2 separate regions of the Xenopus tropicalis genome follow, and region 2 is linked to region 1. Evidence: chromatin contacts called from public Hi-C data. All regions are on one chromosome and are shown on one strand. Each heading gives the region's core, a stretch centred on a gene start, on an enhancer-like site or on the middle of the called end of the contact. The rest is flanking DNA. Distances are from core to core; before and after follow the strand shown.

Region 1 (6,025 bases), core at 2,083-4,582:
GATAAAAACCTTGCTCCAGGCGGCAGTATGCAGCAAAAAAGCTGGTCCCGGTACATTTAATAGCTGAAATTCAATTTTTTAAACCAGAAATTTAAACCCCATTATGATGCAAGCTATGACACAGCCATTATTTGTTCTGGTGCTGCCACTGTTAGTTTATTATACTGTAAAGTGAAGAACATGGCTAGCCCCATGTGAAATTTCATATTTCCTCTGACCTAGGAATGACTGAACCCTATGTTACCAACGTAACCCCCCTGCCATAACCATAACAATGTAATTTCCAAGAGCTTCAAGGTTCTATACACTTCCATGTATGGCATTATTATTTACTACAAAATGATCCACAAAAGCATAGCAAAAAAATGCAAAATCAGAGAATTAATATTTTAATTTATGACTTGTTAAACAGACCAATAATGAACCACGCAAAATGTGATTGATTCACAGCCAGTCATGATAAAGAACCTTGAAAATGATCCATGGACCTATAAGACATTTTCTTTTGTTTCTTAAAGCCAAGATTTTTTGATTTTATATATTTTATCGAGGCTACTATGCATACTGTCTGGGCCTTTCCTGGAGGTAGTATCACTGTTGTCATCCTGTGTAAAGGAAATGGCAGCTGAATGAGAGGGGAGACAACTGATCTTCTCCTGGGATAAACTGGAAGAACTCTTTAGCGCAAACCTTTCTTGTATGGTGTCCTTTAAGTGTATGAGTAAGCTGTTCTGCTCTGGGTGTAGAACCTTTGGCTTCTTGATACTCTTAAAATCACAGCAGGCAGAGCAGGCTAAGGATAAAATGCGAAACACATAGAACCAACCTAAGTAATGCAGTTCCACAAGGTTCAGAATGAAGCAGCCAAGTCCAACTCCAAACATGAAGTTTAGGAAAACAGTCTTTTCTGTGGCCCTTGAGACAAAGCAGTCAGTTGTAGTTGGACAAGGGTAGGTATGACATCGGAAAAGGTGAGGCACTTCAAAACCAAAAAGATAATACTGGCCCACCAGGAACCCAGCCTCCATCAGAGACCTGAGTACCACGTGGACAATATAGATGATGTGCATTTTGTCAAGGACTGGGATGGACCCTTTGAAATCTTTTCTTAACTTTGGCTTAAATCCGGTTTCTTTCCATGAAGCATCTTTACCATCTATTTGTTGTTCAGTATCTGGGTTTACATTACTCTCAGACAGGTGTTTTTCAGCAGATAGGCTCTGAATCAGCTCCATGACATAGGCCTTTTCCAGTTCAGTCTTCTCATCCTTGGCAATTTTATGCAGGACATAGATGATATAAAAAATGGAAGGTGTTGAAACCAGGACAATCTGAAATATCCAAAACCTGAGGTGTGAAACAGGAGCAAAACTGTCATAGCACACATTATTGCAACCAGGCTGAAGAGTGTTGCAGGTAAATTTGGACTGTTCGTCTCCATACATTGCATCTCCCACCAACGTTACCAAAAGAATGCGAAAAATAAGAAGCATTGTCAGCCATATCTTTCCAATCACAGTGGAATGGTTCTGGACTTCTGTCAAGAGACGCCCCAAGATAGACCAGTCCCCCATTTTTGGACCTAGTAAGGAAAAATTACAATATGCACAGTTTAATGAGGAATATATATATGTTAAAGGTCACTACACCTTTCTCCGCTTTATATGTGCCTGATGAGGTAGATGTAGATTTGGAGTGATACTGCTATAGCAATAGTGCTAATGCAATGAATATGGAAGCTCTTTAGCAAAGTGAGTGCTTTCTCTATTGGGGGATTTAGAGAGCTGTGCTGAGTGAACCTGTTCCTTCCCTCCTGCTTTAAAATCAGAACTGTGCATAGTGGTATCTGTTGGTGATGCCACTACTGCCCAGTTGGTACAGCTCAGCAGAGCTGGCAACCCTCCCAGACAGTTACCCTGTGCTGAGGTGTGTCGGTAGGGTGTGGTCAGGGTGCAATGGGTCATGATAAATAACAAATTGGCCATGGTTGGGAGTTCTCAGGGACTGTCCAAAAACAGCCACCTCTGGCAGGCTGGCAGCTTTGGATCAGAGTAAAACGCAAAGCATGATAATAGCAATCTAAGACTACAGGTATGGGACCTGTTATACAGAATGCTAGGGACCTGGGTTTCCCTGATAAAGGGGTCTTTCTGTAATTTGGATCACCACGCCTTAAGTCTGAATAATAATATAAGCATTAATTAAACCCAGTAGAATTGTTTTACATCCAATAAGGATTAATTATAATCATAGTTGGTCTCAACTAGGTACTGTTTTAGTTTTATGTACTGTTTTATAATTATAGAGAAATGGGAAATAATTTGTAAAAATTTGAATTATTTGGTTAAAATGGAGTTTGTGGGAGATGGCCTTCCTGTAATTTGGAATTATCTGGTCTACACAATCACATTCATTTGAAAGGGGGGGGGGGGTTCAAATGCCCATATAATTAACATTTTAACTATAACCCCAATAATACCATTGTAATGGAAGATTTTGATTGGATATCACTTAATTTTATTGAAAATGCTATTGTTCTAGGAAACAAATGACATAAATACACAGTAGAATACATGCCTATAAATAGGGATTAGTAATACGTTGGTTGTAATACTTGCTTAGTGACGTCACATGACGCTCTGAAACTTTGTAAGAAATAATGTACTTCCTAGTGTAAAATATACAAAATAAATTAAAGCAGGGAACCTAGAATTATATTAACAACAATTCTCTATGTTTATGTGTATATAGCCTTATACTTCTACTATAGACACAGGGCATAAAGATAGGGCAACAAGGACATTTGCACTCCAGCCTTATTATATTGTGTAACAATTGTTAGACATTTTAAGAACGTGCCTAAAACATATTCATCCTGCCACATTGAACTACAACAATGGAGATGCTGGGAGATCTGTTGTTTAACAACAGATGAAGGGTCACGCGTGGGATATCCTTGATTTATGTAATATTCTCCCTCTGGTGGGGGACACAGCCTTCTTACATTGCCAATGCCTCTCTGATCTAACTTACCGTTATTTACAGAAGGGTTAGTATTATACCATTTTTATAGCATATTTTATAGATTTGCACTCAAATTAAACTCAAATGATACGTACAAAAAAATCTCATTGTAAAGATTACATTTCCTGATCATTTTTCATAATACTTTATTACTTTGTCTCCTTTCAAAATAGAAAAAAGTCTGATTTTGAAAGTAAATGAAGAATTAAAAGTTAGTGTCAGAGAAGGCAGAAACTTACCTTAGTGGGTGCCCTGGTGTCAGGCAGAGCCAACGACAGTGGTGACAGTCACATCGCTGGGTCCCAGGCGAGAGCAGAGTGTATGTGAGGGACCCTGCCGCTGGGGAGAGGTAAGAGAATAGGCTGACAGCACATATCCAAATTGTTTATCTCACAGACTCATTGTACAGCATGGGTGACAAAAACGTTCAATTTACAGTGAGTGACAAAGACATAAGAGTTACATGGGGTCATCTCCTCTGCAGCTATTCAGCCGCTCAGCACTATAGAACATGCCAGAAAAACACCAGGCAAATAAAGAAACTTTAGGCCTATTTGCATTCAACATGCAACTATATACAATACCAGCACACAAGGGAGTCCCTGGGTTCAGTTTCTACTGATAAATGATAAAACTCCGGGGAAGGTTTACTTAGCATGAGAGATGAAACCTAATTTAATGCATTATTTTCTTCCATATGGAAATATGAACATCTCTTTCAACCTAGTTCTGCCTGTTATCTCCAGAATTCTCTGTTCCCACTAGTTATTCTGCAAAATCTCTGTTTGCTCAGTCAGGTGTCCACCTCTGTGTAAATCGGCTCATGTAGGGGGTCACACAGTGCTGACACTGAACCTTGTGGAAGCATGTTATATGGCTTGCTGGAATGAGAACCTGCTAGCTAGATTTGTTGTGATATATATGTGTGTGTGTCAAGCTGCAAATCTGCCCATATAAAACTAACAATAAATGGTCGCTGCAGTATGACTTCCCCTGAAATTCCTCTCCCCCAATCACATACGCACTTCACAATCTTAACTCCTGATAAACACATTCAAAGCCAATCATAAAACAATCTTGGTGGTCTGCACTTCTATCCTCAATCGCATACTGCTAATTGGTTTCCACCAAGCACCCACCATGACTAGAACCAAAGGTTATATTAGAGGCTGAATAGCCAGTGGTGTAGAATAGGTGGCCTAAAAAAGGCTCTAGGTAGTAAGGGTGAAGACACACGGAGCTACTTAGTAGCAGCTACTTGTCACAGCTACTAAACACCAGAAAATCCCCTGCCATAGACAATACTAAGAATTGCCTCTGCTAAAACACACGTAGAGACAATTATCAGTAAATGATCATCATTGTCTACTTTTGTAGCCGTGACAAGTAGCTGCTACTAGTAGCTCTGTATGTCTTACCCTAAGGGACTCCTCCCCACAATTACAGCTAACACTAAGGGAAGAACTAAAGAGACTACAGCTGGGATTACATGGACCAATATAAGACGCTGGCTAGTTCCACTTATTGTCCTTTTTTAAATTGTCCTCTTTTACTGGCCAGGCTGTGGCTGGTACATTACCCACTAAGGGCTCTGGCACACGGGGAGATTAGTCGCCCGCGACAAATCTCCCTTGTCACGGGCGACTAATCTCCCCGAGTTGCCATGACCCGCCATTCCACCGGCGAACATGTAAGTCTGGAAATCGCGCCGCCGCGTGTGCCATCCCGCCGGCGACTTACATGTTCGCCGGTGGGATGGCGGGTCATGGCAACTCGGGGAGATTAGTCGCCCGCGAACATGGAGTTTTGTCGCGGGCGACTAATTTCCCCGTGTGCCAGAGCCCTAAGGCCAGTAAAATGCATTTTGCCATTTTAGGTATGCTAAGACCCAGACAGCCCCAAAATAAAGTACAGGTATGGGACCTGTTATCCATAATGCTTGGGACCTGGGGTTTTCTGGATAAGAGATCTTTCCATAATTTGGATCTCCATAACTTAAGTCTGCTATAAATCAAATAATATAGAATAAACCCAATAGGACTGTTTTGCCACCAATAAGGATTCATTATATCTTAGTTGGGATCAAGTACAAGGTACTGTTTTATTATTACAGAGAAAAAGGAAATAATTTTTAAAAATCAAAAGTATTTGCTTATATTCCGAGTTTTCTGGATAATGGGTTTCCAGATAAGGGATCCCATACTTGCATACAGTGCTAGTCGGTGCCATCTTACAGCAGCATTTGATAGAACATCTCGATTTGGGTTGGGAATTCTGGAATAAACTCTGGCAGTAAGGGGCACTTTTTTTTACTTTTTTTTTTCAATTTTGAGAAAAAGTTGATTTTTTTTTTTACATCTAGATGTTTTTGAGATTTCTGGGCGGGTTCAGGCCAACCTCGGTACATTATTTGCGGGTTCAGGTTCTGCTCTCCCCGCCCACAACCTAACACTGCTGGCCTTAGTCTTCCGGGTTCTGAATTTATAGGAACAAGTAGTGCTCCTTATGTAAAGTAATATAGTACATAGTAGTGAAGTGCAGGCCAGCCAGATACCCATGGAACCCATGGGTTTACCTGTGGGTTGGGTGGGTTCAGCCATCCTTGGCACATTACTTATTGGTTGAAGGCGAGTTTGGGTTCAGCCTCCCCGCCCACGACCAAACACTGCTGGCCTTAGTCTTCCGGATTCTGGTGTAGCTGATAGAGAGGTTTGGTTGTGGACCTGGTTTGGTTACTATCTCTGCAGGTGGATTATTAGAGAGGGTTTGCTGTGGGACTTAATTGGTTAATATATATATATGGCTAGGGGATGATAGGGCGAGCCATAGACACCAGAGTATAAGTACAGCCTATGTGCTAGCTAGTGATGTGTGGGTCGAGAAAAACTCTATCCACACGCGACCCGAACCCACCCTGCTCCCAACCTGAACCCAACCCAGCTTCTGCCCTGTTTTTATAGACCCATGCCCACCCTGCCCCGCAATGATATCACAAAAGGGA
Region 2 (6,018 bases), core at 1,475-3,974, 58 kb after region 1:
CGAAAATGTAAGTCGCCGGTGGGATGGCACACGCGGCGGCAAGATTTTGCGCAAATCGACGAAAAAGCCTCGCGAGGAAACTTCGGCGATTTGCGGGAAATCGCGCCGCCGCGTGTGCCATCCCACCGGCGACTTACATTTTCGCCGGTGGGATGGCAGGGGAAGGCAACTCGGGGAGATTAGTCGCCCGCGAACAGGGAGTTTTGTCGCGGGCGACTAATCTCCCCGTGTGCCAGAGCCCTAAATGTTGTGGTTCCAGCTGGTGGTGAATGTAGGAAGACAACAACTGGAACAAATGGTTATAGACAATATGGAAAATTACTTCTGCTTAAACACAGAGACAATTATCAGTAATTGATCAGCATTGTCTATTTTAATAGCCACTACAAGTAGCTGCTACTAGTAGCTCCATGTATCTTCACCCTGAATCATCATACAGCTCACAGCAAAGCCCAGTAATTGCACCAACTAATATTTTGGATAAAATAATCTGTCCAGACAGTGGTATGCAAAGCAGATTTTGGGTGAACATATATTGACCCATATTGTCTGCAGTTTATTGAAGTGTATATGAGGCTATTTGGCCTGTTGATAGTGTCCATCTTCCCAAAATGGCAATGTTATCTGCTATGTAATCTTTGCATTTTCTCCTTTTTTCCCCACTTTGAATGGCTGCCCCCATGGCTACACAGCAACTTACATAAACTATAGTAGTGCTTGTTAAGCAGACCACAACTTTTACCAGTGCAGGGTAATACAGGTATAGGACCCATTATCATTACCAAGGATATTCCGGATAAGGGGTCTTTCTGTAATTTGGATCTCCATACCTTTGGTCTACGAAAAAATGTATAAAACATGAATTAAACCCAATAGAATTGTTTTGCATCCAATAAGTTAATTATATCTTAGTTGGGATCAATAACAAGGTACTGTTTTATTATTACAGAGAAAAAGCAAATCCGTTAAATTCTGAATTATTTGCTTAAATTAGAGTCTATGGGAGACGGGCTTTCCGTATTTCTGAGATTTCTGGATAACGGGTTTCCGGATAAGGGATCCCATACCTGTAGTACATAATATATGAATTACTTTGATGAACTTTCATTTTTGGTGTTACTGTTCCTTTAAGGCAGAGATCCCCAACCTTTTTTTACCCATGAGCCATTTTCAAATGTAAAAAGAGTTGGGGAGCAACAGAACCATAAAAATGTTTCTGGGGGGTGCCAAATATGGGCTGTAAATGGCTATTTGGTAACTCATAAGTGGACTGGCAGCCTACAGGAGGCTGTTTGGCAGTGCATCTGTTTTTTTTATGCAATCAAAACTTGCCTCTAAGCCAAGAATTCAAAAACAAGAACCAGTTTTGAGGCCACTGAAAGCAACATCCAAGGGGCTGGGGAGCAACATATTGCTCAAGAGCCACTGGTTGGGGGTCTTTTAAGGCTTAATAAAGGGCCTAATGAGGCTCCAAGCATTGCCCTCAATAGAACAAGTTGAGGGAGGGGTTTGCATGACACTGTGCTTAAGTGAGGTTGGGAAATGGTTCATAGGTGCATTATGGTTTTTTTTCAATCTGTATACATTTATTTATTTCTGGAAGTTTGATTAGTGTTTGTGCGCCTTTTCTACATAACCGCAACTGAATGAGCTCATGTTAAAAAGGAAGGTATCATTTTTCTTTTATAACCATAAGGGTAGCCTCGGCTCCTGTGGAATTTATTGAAGTTTGGGCATAACGCCACTAAAAGTCCATGGCACCAGAGCTGCATTTAGAGGAGGAATTGCCCTGGGCCAAGCAGAGGGCAGTCTATAGATAAGAATAATAGGAATAGTTTGATAGAGAACCTGAAATCCATGGTCCATACTCATAACAGGTGGAGGCAAATCTAAGTGGTATAGATGCAACATAAGCTCCTGGGGCCATTATGAAAAATGGAGATATTCCCAGACTTAGGCTGATGCCACACCAGGCGTAGGGCTGATTTTTTCGGCAAGCGGAAAAACGCTTGCCGAAAATTCAGCCCTACGCCTGCTACTTGTGCCTGCACCCGAATGAATGGGATACGCTCAGGTGAAGGCACAAGTAGCCGATATACGCATGAAAACGCGAGACTTTGCATTCTCTTGCGTTTTCATGCGTATATCGGCTACTTGTGCCTTCACCCGAGCGTATCCCATTCATTCGGGTGCAGGCACAAGTAGCAGGCGTAGGGCTGAAGTTTCCTGCCGAAAAAATCAGCCCTACGCCTGGTGTGGCATCAGCCTTGGCCACTAAGGTCTGGGCCAACAAGGAGATCCTCTGGTATTATGGTAGGCCAGTCTGATGCTTCAGAAGCACTTTATATTAGTGCTGCCCATTATTTGGAACTTGATCTCTTTTTGCATCTCCCAGCACTTTTAGCCAAAGCTTCTGCAGGGAGTTGTAGTTCAGTAGCCAGCTGTAGGTAGCAAAGTTTTACAAATAGTTTTGCTCTATATTGTTTAGTTAATTTGCAGTGGTGATGGCGGAGCGGGTAAAATAAATGTTTGTAATTTGATTTATTACATTAAACTGGTTCCGACACAGTAGCTAAATGTACCTGCGCCACTGTGTATAAAGGAAGCAGCATGTAAAATGGAGCTGTGCTTATGGGAGGTGGGCAAGGCCCTTTTGCTGGGAAGGAACAGAGGAAGCAGCTTGTTTGAGCGGATGGAATGAATGGAATTTCTTTATTATCCTTTCTGCTGCGTTTCACAACAGTCCTTGCCCCTTTCCACTCAGTGTCATTGCTGAGGGAGTCGGGGCATGTGTAGGCTGCAGGCCCTTCGCATAATATCTGGAGAGACTGTCATTGTGAGCTCTAGTGCTTCTGCCAATGCAGCACCGTCTGCTCCCAGAATTGGGCTCTGTCCAATTTAAAGGGCAAGTTGACCTTCCACGGAACCTCACAAAACTCAATCTTTCCATTGTGTTAATTAAACACACTAGACTTTGAAGCAGGGTTGGACAGATCCCAAAAGCTTCCTGAATGACAAATTCTCCATTTATGTCATAGGACTGCTTTAGGAGTATAACTTATGATCTGTAACCGTAGGGCATGGGCACACATAGCGAATCGTCCATTTTCCTTTACGCAGTTGGAGATTGGCCTGAAAATGCATGGGCCGATCTCCTCTCCGTGTAGCTCCATACAAACTGACGGATGAGGGCAAAAAAAAATGTGGGCGTTTTTCTGTCTCTATACAAAGCGCAGGTGTGCCCTTAAAGGGTCCCTCCACCCAAAAACTGTTTTGCTGTTATTGCCATTGAAGCAGTATTTATCCCTTTTATTCCCTGGTGCTAATTCTTAAAACAATAGCAGTCAGTTCACTGACTCCACCGATTGGCAGGCTTGCCACATTGTTTCAGGAGTCAGATTTAGCAGTACAGAGAATTTAAACATCCAGTACAGCTTTTAATAGCAATTAACATTTGGATGCAGGATACATAAGTTGTATGTAAGTGCAATTCCTGTTGAAAGATGTTTCTATTCTGTGGGTCTGACTCTTATAAAGTGAAACTGGACTCTGTTCTTCTGTAGGTCTGTCAGTCAGCTAGCTTGCAACCTTGTGTTGGGAGCCAGAGAATATAAACAGCCGGATAGATACTGCATTCAGTAGCAATTACACTTACACATTACTTGAAACCATTCATTTTTTTCAATTTATGTATATTGGAAACTTGCATTTTTAAAATTTTACATTTATTATAAATGGCCCCAATAATGTAAGCATTACATAAAACAACTGACCTAACTTTGCTTGCAAGGGAAGATTGGGAAACCCCTATCTTAAAGGAACAGTAACACCAAAAATGAAAGTGTATCAAAGTAATTAATTACTGCTGCCCTGCACTGGTAAAAGTTGTGTGTTTGCTTCAGAAACACTGCTATAGTTTACATAAACAAAGCTGCTGTGTAGCCATGGGGGCAGCCATTCACATTAGGAGAAAAGGTACAGGTTACATAGTAGATAAATTCCCATTGAATTCTACTTAACTTTATATGCTATATAACCTGTACCTTTTTTCCAGCTTGAGTGGCTGCCCCTGTGGCTACAGAGCAGCTTTGTTTATACAAGCTATAGCAGTTTGAAGCTTCTGAAGCAAACACACAACTTTTACCAGTGCAGGGCAACAGTACATTCTGATTACTTGAAAACATTTTTTATTTTTTGATGTTACTGTTAAAGATGCTGGTACAGAAGAACAGGAACAGCATCTCTTGTCTTTGTAGATTAAAATGCCTTTATTGCAAAGTTTTTTGGGGAAAACAACAGCAGCTCTTTTGCCCCAAAAAACTTTGCAATAAAGACAAGAGGTGCTGTTCCTGTTCTTCTGTACCAGGATATGCCGATGGAAAGTGGCACTACTTCTAATTAATCACAAGGCTTGGTGCTGACTACTCTCCAAACTGTTAAAGATGCACCCACACAGCATGGTAAATATTCGTAGGGTGCTGGCCAGCTGATGCCTGAACTTACAGACCTGTGGTTCTTGCGCTTTCACCCCCTCTGCCATTGCGTGGGTGCATATATTCTCTAGGTAGTCACCTATTCTGTGGGGGCTTCAGGCCACATAACGGAAGATACCTGCCTGAATTAATCATGCCTATTGCATACAATATTCTCAGACTGTACATGCTGCCATGTCCTGGCTAATGGGACCCATGGTTTTGCTTTTGGCCAGCTAAGGTTTATCTTTGACACTTATTTACCCAAGGAACCCGTAGGCCTCTGCTGTTGTGTTTCACAAGCTCCATTCTGTTAGTTCTGACCGGTGACTTTATTTTCTAAGCAGCAGTGCCACCTAGTGCAGCAGTGGGAATTATATCTGTGACATTCAGAACAGTAATATAGGGCAACAACCTGCAAATGTCCCGCCATATTCTGCAGAGCTTTACAATGGATTCAGAAGAACACAAACAGAATCACAAACAAAAGCGGAACAATACGAAATGGAGAAATGAGACTTTACTTGCAGAAGTTGTTTTCATTACATGCAGGCCTGGATTTGTGGGCAGACCACAGAGGCCTGTGTCCAAGACAGCAAAGATCTGGGGCCGGCATGCTGCCTGCTGGCCACATCTGAATTGGGGACTGGGCAGGAAATTTTGACAGCTGATTGTATCTCCTGCCTGCCCAATTCTGGCCTGTGTTATAATGTACTACATATAGGTTGGGAATTATTTACTATGTGCACCTGTCTTGTGTTAACCGCCACTGAGACCTCTATTGTCTCTGCTCCATTTGTTTTCACTGAGGTGGAGCTCAGTAGGACTGGTGGCATCACTGGCAGCATGCTCGAAGGGCTTGGCCACTGCACCCTAAAGGTTGATAAGCCAGGTTGGCATTTCTGTAAACCAGGGTAATATTTTATTATTGCCATTTACGTCTGTTACTCTGTGCATTTGATGGGGGGTGGGGGGGGGGTGGCAATGTTTGGATTGTGCTGCTAGTTTTAGGGGAATTACCCATCATCTTTAGTGCACCCAACATCTCTGGCAAGAGTTTCCTTGCTGAGCTCCAACCCACATGATCAATGATTTCTTCATTCCTCTCTAGGAATTCCACTCTACCAGCAGTGCTCCTGTAGGTACCCGAGGGGCTAGATCCTGGAAATGACACTGCAGGGAACCAGTTTGGCTGATATAGTCAGTGAATAGGAAGATTGTGCTGGTGATCTTATCTTGGTGCCAGAACTGCGGTAATGAGACTGCTAAATCGTCATATGTGTAGCAAGGAGTAGGTTTTTCATAGAGTGCTGGGGTTAACAAAGGAGCTAAAGTAGCCATAAAAGGATTTGGTGTGGTAGGGACAGGCTAATCCCATTTTAATTGGCATGGGCTGCTTAGCAAGACCATGATTATAGTCCGTGAAGTGTGTATCCTCCCATCTGGCATCAAATGGAACAAGCAGGTTGTACAGCAGCAGAGGCACATGTGTATTGGGCTTGCCCAGACATTGCCTGATGATGGTGATGATTATGATGAAGAATAT

What was found. A called contact is a pair of places that touch in the nucleus more often than the background predicts.
Region 2: a Hi-C map of neurula embryo shows a contact between it and region 1, with 2.7 times the contacts expected there. The contact joins the enhancer-like site here to the promoter of LOC100038306 in region 1. A contact is called at or near these places in 2 of 5 Hi-C or Micro-C datasets (neurula embryo and tailbud embryo).

What each region holds. Positions count from the first base shown.
Region 1 is chr2:33,114,688-33,120,712 of UCB_Xtro_10.0, forward strand. It overlaps LOC100038306, which reads right to left and starts at 3,333. Exons shown (of 2, transcript NM_001097411.1): 1 at 3,264-3,333; 2 at 374-1,582. The coding sequence starts at 1,574. The coding sequence ends at 513. It also overlaps the pseudogene LOC100492388.
Region 2 is chr2:33,173,682-33,179,699 of UCB_Xtro_10.0, forward strand. All of the region lies in intron 2 of myo18a (myosin XVIIIA), which reads left to right. It also overlaps the pseudogene LOC100492388 and a transcript of LOC100038306 not described here. Among named protein-coding and RNA genes, the nearest start is that of myo18a, 44 kb to the left of the region's middle. Within about 2 kb of position 2,725, at least 3 of the 11 cell types and tissues checked have an H3K27ac peak or open chromatin away from gene starts, as enhancers often do. A contact at or near this core is called in neurula embryo, where this site is marked.